Regions from separate parts of the Mus musculus genome. Here region 2 is linked to region 1. The links are chromatin contacts, called in public ChIA-PET maps. All regions are on one chromosome and are shown on one strand. The core of a region is the stretch at or near the end of the contact, and the rest is flanking DNA. Distances in the headings are between cores, read along the strand shown.

What was found. ChIA-PET counts read pairs in DNA pulled down with a chosen protein or histone mark.
Region 2: an SMC1A ChIA-PET map of the G1E-ER4 cell line shows a contact between it and region 1, with 6 read pairs. The contact joins two enhancer-like sites. A contact is called at or near these places in 4 of 39 promoter capture datasets (embryonic stem cells, hippocampal neurons, liver and 1 more), 3 of 15 datasets of contacts at CTCF or cohesin (the G1E-ER4 cell line, pro-B cells and stem cell-derived epiblast-like cells) and 12 of 484 Hi-C or Micro-C datasets (the C2C12 cell line, the G1E-ER4 cell line, the HL-1 cell line and 7 more).

What each region holds. Positions count from the first base shown.
Region 1 is chr1:73,035,061-73,038,354 of GRCm38.p6, reverse strand. No RefSeq gene overlaps it. Among named protein-coding and RNA genes, the nearest start is that of 1700027A15Rik, 21 kb to the right of the region's middle. Within about 2 kb of position 1,669, at least 21 of the 459 cell types and tissues checked have an H3K27ac peak or open chromatin away from gene starts, as enhancers often do. A contact at or near this core is called in the G1E-ER4 cell line, where this site is marked.
Region 2 is chr1:73,270,541-73,273,834 of GRCm38.p6, reverse strand. The region is part of intron 3 of Gm29185 (a long non-coding RNA gene); the gene reads right to left. Among named protein-coding and RNA genes, the nearest start is that of Gm31344, 92 kb to the left of the region's middle. Within about 2 kb of position 1,509, at least 9 of the 459 cell types and tissues checked have an H3K27ac peak or open chromatin away from gene starts, as enhancers often do. A contact at or near this core is called in the G1E-ER4 cell line, where this site is marked.

The sequences.
Region 1 (3,294 bases), core at 420-2,919:
GCACAAGAGGACCTGCTGTCACGGTCTCTGTCCACACTGAGCACATCTGTCAATACACAGCCAGTCTCTAAGCTGTTCCTCAGGTCCTTCTCCCCACTGAGGAGACAGACTCTACCCGGGGAGTGGCAGCCATTTCTCTCCCCCACAGTCTAGGGTGGAACAGCTCAGAGACGTGAGACCTCCTGGCAACTACATTTCCCTCAGTTGTACTGTAAGGAAGTTGAGCGGTGTGATTTTGTTGTTGTTCAGCAATTGCCTGCCCACTACAGAGTCCAAATATTTTGTGAGAGCCAAAGACATGCCAGCCTTCTTTGCTAGCAAACACAGCCTACTCCCAAACCTTCGACGTACTCCCATCAGAAGCCCTAAGCACCCAGACAAAGACTTCACTCCTCGTCAACTTCCCTCACTTTTCCCTTCTTTGTGGCCCTCTCTTTGACTGTTTCTTGGATGTACGATCTAAGCAGCATCCTAGTTGTGTGGACTGAGGTGTCTGATCAGTTTTTAATTCTAAGCCTCTCACATGCATAGCAAGCATCCTGTCACTGGGTTATAGCTCTACACACTTTTTTAATCCATGGGATTGTGCATGGGCATGCACGTTTGTGTGTGTGCAGGTATGTGTACATGTGTGTGAAGGTGAGTACCTACATGTATACACATGTATGGGGAGCCCAGAGGACAATGTTGGGTGTCATCCTCAGGAATGCTATGCTACCTACCTCCTGTGAGACAAGGCCTCTTACTGGCTGGGAGCTCAGCAACTAGGCTAGACTGGCTGACATCTTCCTGTCTCTAGCTCCCCAGTGCTGATGTTATGAACACATACTACCATGCCTGGCTTCTTTTGTGGGTGCTGGAGATCAAAACCAGGTCCTCGTGTCTGTGAAGCACATACATTATCGACTGAGTACCTTCTAGGGCCTCTTTTTATTTTTCTTTTTGGTACAGGGTTACCCTGGCTGGCTTCAAACGTGTGATCCTCCTGTCTCAGCCCCCTGAGTAACCATTATGCCTAGACTTCCCTGTTTATAAGCCTTTGCCACCAAACCAAGCTATATTTCTTTACCAGAAAGACTCTAATGTCATCCATTCCCTTCTCTGATCTAATGAGATGTAGTCAACAAATAATAACAATTCCCCACGGAGAAGAGGAAGGCTCTAGACAAAGGAGATACAGGACAGGAAACCACAGCCTACAGCCTGGGTTAGAAATCAAAGACTTCTCTGGGGACAATGAAAATGCACTTTCCAGGACCTGGAATCCCTCAATTTGTGGAGAAGCCTGGGTAGGTGGAGACCCCTGGTCAGGAGGAGACCTCTGGGTATAAGGAGAAGCCTCTGCAAGGGGAAGACCAGGCCTACCAAGCTCCTCCAAGAAAGTCAGGTCAGGGAGAGGGAAGAGTGGCCCTCACTTGTGAGAATCCAAGCCTAGAATTTTGCTGAATACCATCCACAGGGGTCAGCCTGGCTTGGCAGGTCTCTACTCTGTAACCAGACACAACCCTAAGGACACCAGTGGAGAGGGCAGAGAAGCAGAAAGATATACAAAGGGATTCGGAGGATTTGGTTACCAAGTTGCACCAGCCATTTCCGGGAATCCAATGAGGCTGAGTTCTGAGAATCTGAGGGGGTGGGGTGCACAGCAGGGAGGGAGAAGTGAGGTAGACTGTGGAAAAGAGATGAACTTTACTCCTAGGTCAAGTCGGGCTAGTAGGCCAGGCTTCTCAGGGCAGAAGGCCTCAGAGCACTTTTCTCCCCAGCTGGCAGTATTCTTGTACTCAGAGGCAAGCAGATGCCTTTCAGCAAAGCTCCACTTGCCCCCAAAGTCTGTTTCCAGACTCAGTCAGCTCCTAGAAAGCCTGTAAGATAGATGAGCCCCCCACCAGACCACTGCCATCTACTCATGGCCCCAGGATACAGGGAAGATATTTTCTTCCCCTTCCTTTTGAATCAGGTTTTCCTTCTTCAGACTCTCCCATCTCCTCGGACCCTTTCTTGCCCCCTCCCCTTGGACCCTTTCTTGCCCCCTCCCCTTTAGCATGTCTTGCCCCTTGTATTTCTACTCCCTTTGTGGTTCATTTTCCAATAACTAACCCATCAGAGGATAAATGGAGGACCTAGACCTGAACCCATCCACTCAGAGCAGTGTTTAGAGTTGTAACAACAATTCCTTGGTTCTTTAGTTAGACAGGAACATGTTTGTCTCATCTCTCCAAGTCTCCGTGTGCTCCCTGACAGAGGAATATGCCCCACCCACACCCACACATCTTATTTATCTCTTTCCATCAGTTCCTTCATTCACCGACCAGGAAGGTGAGGACCACTTTGTCTATACCTGAATGGGAGCTGCACACATTACTTTGAAAACACCAAGTCACACAACATGACAAGACAGCTCCAGACACTGCACCAACGGGCTCCTTGAAGCAGGACAAATGCTTCTTGATGGTGTGAAGTGGGGCCACCAGGACCACACACTCCAAACCAACAATCTGCAGTTGAGAAGAGCCTGGAAAATCATTTAAAACCTCCAGGTCACACACCGTCATTGAGGGAAGCCCCAGGACAGGAGCTCAAACAGGAACAGAGGCAGAAACCATGGGGAAAAGTTGCTTATTGATTTCTTCACATAGCCTTTCTTATACAGCATAGGCCCACCTGCCTACAGTCTTGTCGCCCGTAGTAGGCTGGGCCCTCCTATATAAATAGCAATCGAGAATGTCCACAGGCCAACCTGATGTAGGCAATTCAACTGAGGTTACTCTTCCAGGCAATTCTTGGTTGCATCGAACTAATATTAAAGATAAGCTGTATGTGGATGAGGAAGATGATTCAGCAGGTAAAGTGCTTGTCTCCCATAAACAGAAGGACCTGAATCCAAATCCTCTGGACCCGGGAAAACAGCCATGTGCGGTAGTGTGCACCTGTGGTCTCAATTCTGTGGAGGCAGAGACAGGAGTCAGCTCCAGGTTCAATGAGAAACCCTGCCACAGAGAGACCCACAGCCGGACACTATAGCTGGGTGATGGAGGTGCACACACCTTTAATTCCAGCAGAGGCAGGTGGGTTTCTGAGTTCGAGGCCAGCTTGAATTACAGAGTGAGTTCCAGGACAGACAGAGCTACCAAAAACAAACAAACTAACTAAAAAAAACCTAAGCAGGGCAACTTTATATATATGTCTGTCTCTTTAGAGCAGTCTTGTGAGTTTGTCAACATCTTTCCTATGACAAGTTTTCTAGTCTAAGATCCCTGTCCATCTGTCTATCTGTACTTTCTAGAAGAAACTTTT
Region 2 (3,294 bases), core at 260-2,759, 240 kb before region 1:
GTTACATTTAATATCATAAAGGGGAAAAAAAGGACTCATGATACCGTAATCATGGAGAAGATACTCTTTTCTCTAAAGATGGTGCATAGGTGATAGAGACCGAGAGATAGACTTAAGCTGGGGCTCAGAAAAACATTATTTAATAGCAGCAGAGTCTCTTGCAGCATCAAAAACAGTGCAAAGGTGTCCTTTTGTTAGCATTTTTCTGATTATCTCTTTGGAGACAATGAATGTATGAGTAATTTCATATAGTCAATTGAAATAATTAAGAGACACACTCTCCATCCCGAGGTTTTATAAGTTATCATCACTCTGAGGTCTTAGACCAATGGCCTCCAGGTTGTTTGGAGTTTGGTTGGTTGATTTGCTTTGTTTTGTTTTCATTTTTTTTTTAAAAAGAAATGCATATGTTTTATATGTGTGAATACAGTGTGTTATTTTTCTGAGTTTACATTGAATGAAGGAGCCCTGTGTCTCTGGCAGACATGTCCTGTTTTTTTTAAATGAGAACCTCTTCTGTCTTCTTATCTTTCTAAATGCAGACCCCAGTTTCTTCAAGCTGTAACTCCAGTCCTTTGTCCCACTCTCAACTCTTGCTCTCTGGTTCCACCCACACAGTTCTCTCAGGAGCTGATCTCCTTCTGGCATTGTCCCTGGGGTAATGAATGCTCTTTTAGTGTTAGGTTTGCTGAGTCTCGTAATAATATCGTGGACTGTTAACTTGGCTTCAGCCAACAGTCTTCAGGATCCTTTTCAGAATTCTTGTTTCTCCTGAGTTCCAGTTATCAGTTTTTTTTTTTTATGTTGTCTTACTTCTTAACACTTTTATTAGCTTACTAGTATGCTCCAACTTGTGACTCTCTCTCAGCTCTGTTTTCAGAGATGTGCCTGGGGTTACAGGGATGCTGTCCTTCTCTGAAAGTCACCTCATCTTCTGGGAACCCTGCTCTCCCCCAAACACTTCAATGGAGGGGACCCAGGACCCTCTCCCCTATGGCTGGACTCTGAACTTGCCTGCCTGACTTGACTTTCCTCTATTGCCAAACACACACACACTTTGTTTTTGTTTTTGTTTTTTTAAATTAGGAAATGCAAACAGTAGTTGTGGTCCCTGTCAGCAGCTCATCCAGGGTATTCCAGGGGAAACACAGTTAACAGCTAATGTCTGTGCCAGGGGCTGGCAGCTTATGGGGAACTGCTGAGACACAGCGGGTGCCACGTCTTCAGAACAGGGGTGCATGGGGTGTTAGACCTAACAGAGGCTCCTAAGAGAGGCCCCTAATGTTAGCCAGGGGCCTTGCTAGGAAACACATCCCCAGTAGATGCATGGTAGACCCAGAGGGTAAAAGGAACATGGAAGGTTTTCAAGTTTTTGTTTTCATAGGGAACCAGCCTAAATAACCTTGGTCCACAACCAGGTTAGGCAGCTGGTTAGGCAGATAATTGTCCCTATCACCTGTTACATGGAAAACAGCAACAAATCTCTTCTCTAATCACCATGGTGACGAGTGTCAAAGTCCTGTTTGGGGTTGTAGTCCTGTGCATAATAGTCCTTCAAGCTGGGACAGAGGGGTGGTTAAAAGAAAGGAAAGTGGGGGAATTTGAGCCCTTCTTTGTCTAAGCTCAGAGCTGAGGCTAGGAAAATTCCGTAGGATCTTGGCTAAACAGTGGTTTTCTGCTTCTGTCAATGTTGAAATTAGTCTGATTGTGGGAAATATTTAGAAGTTGTAGTTGTGTAATTTTGTTTCATCTGCAGTTCAAATGCCAAAAAACTGACACTGAACACGCTGCGTGCTGCTGTAATGTCAGGCGACACTTAGGGGCTCATGGGTGTGGCTCCTTACCTTGTCACCTTTAATTTACTGCTGTACACTGAAATCTTACACATTCCTAGACCCAACACAAGACCACTGCTTCCATGGTATCTCCCTGATCCTTTCTCTTCCCTCTCTGTTTCTCTGAGTTCTTGGTGTGGCTTCTTAGATGGCATCTTGGCAATTTTCCTCTCTCATTTAAGTCTATAACACTGCCACCAAGATTTGACATCGTCACAAGGAACCCACATAAGATTGAACCTTTAACTTCCCACCATGGATAAAGGATGTGTCTGCTCCCCTCCCTAGAAAGCTCTCATCTCTTCCTGAGGGCCTAATAACTATCGACAATCCTTGGAAGATGGGATGCTATTTTGTTTAATAGTGTAGACACTGGGACATTAGGTGGGAAAAAAGAAATCTCAGAGCTAACGAAGAGGTATAGAAGAGAGTGATATGGTGGATATAAACATAATACATTATATAGAAATGTATGATGTATGGAACAGTCAAAAACAAAGAGAATGCTGTTTACTAGTTACTCCTGGAAAATAAACCAAAATTTTATTTTCAAAACCCAAAGCTATATTTTACACATTCAAAAAGGAGAACGCACAGTTGCCATGTGTCCCAGGTACTGTAAGAACCCTGAAGAAAGAAATGATGTTTACATTGGAAAAATAAAATGTCAGACACGTGATCTCATTCGATTCCTGCATAAAATCCTCTTCTCCTTTGTAAAATGGAGACTGCTGTGCTCAGAGGCAGAGAGATGGAATCACTCTGCATAGAAATGAGAGATCAGAATCAACGACCTGGATTTCATCTGTTCCTTTCTCTCCACCATGTGGCCGCCCAGGATGCTCCTGCATCCTTCCTGAGAAAGAGCCCCAGGAAGCACAAAGGGACTTCTATTTTCATCTTTTAGTTCCAACAAGATGAGAATCAGCAGGCCAGCAGACACACTTGGGAATAATGGCTGTGCTCTCTCAACAGGCCCCCTCCCCCCAGTGCCTTTGTCCCCACTCTGAGTGACCTAGACAGAACAAGCCAGCTCTGTAATGACCACTTCGTCAGCAGGGGCTGTGTATTTAGTAGCAGGAAATATAAGCTTTTGTGGTCAGTGTGACGTCATCCCACCTACTAAACAGGCCTTTATAACTTGACCACAAAAAGGTTTGAAAGGGATAGACACACTCACAGGGAGAGAGGCCATGGGGCTGTGAGCAGTTGTCTGCCCTGAAAGAAGCATTGTGTCTTCCGATTGTCTCCCCAAAGCCTGATGTTTGGGCACTGTAGACAAACATCTGGGTGATATATGGTGTTTTCTCTACATCACCCAATGCCCCAGCTCATCTTCATCCTCTTTTGTTTTCTTCCTTCTTCGTTCCCTTCATCCTTTGCTTCATTTTTTTAAACTCTCCCTTAGTCTTAAAAAAAATGTGTAAGGGAACTAGTAAATCTTTTTGTTTTTAAATTT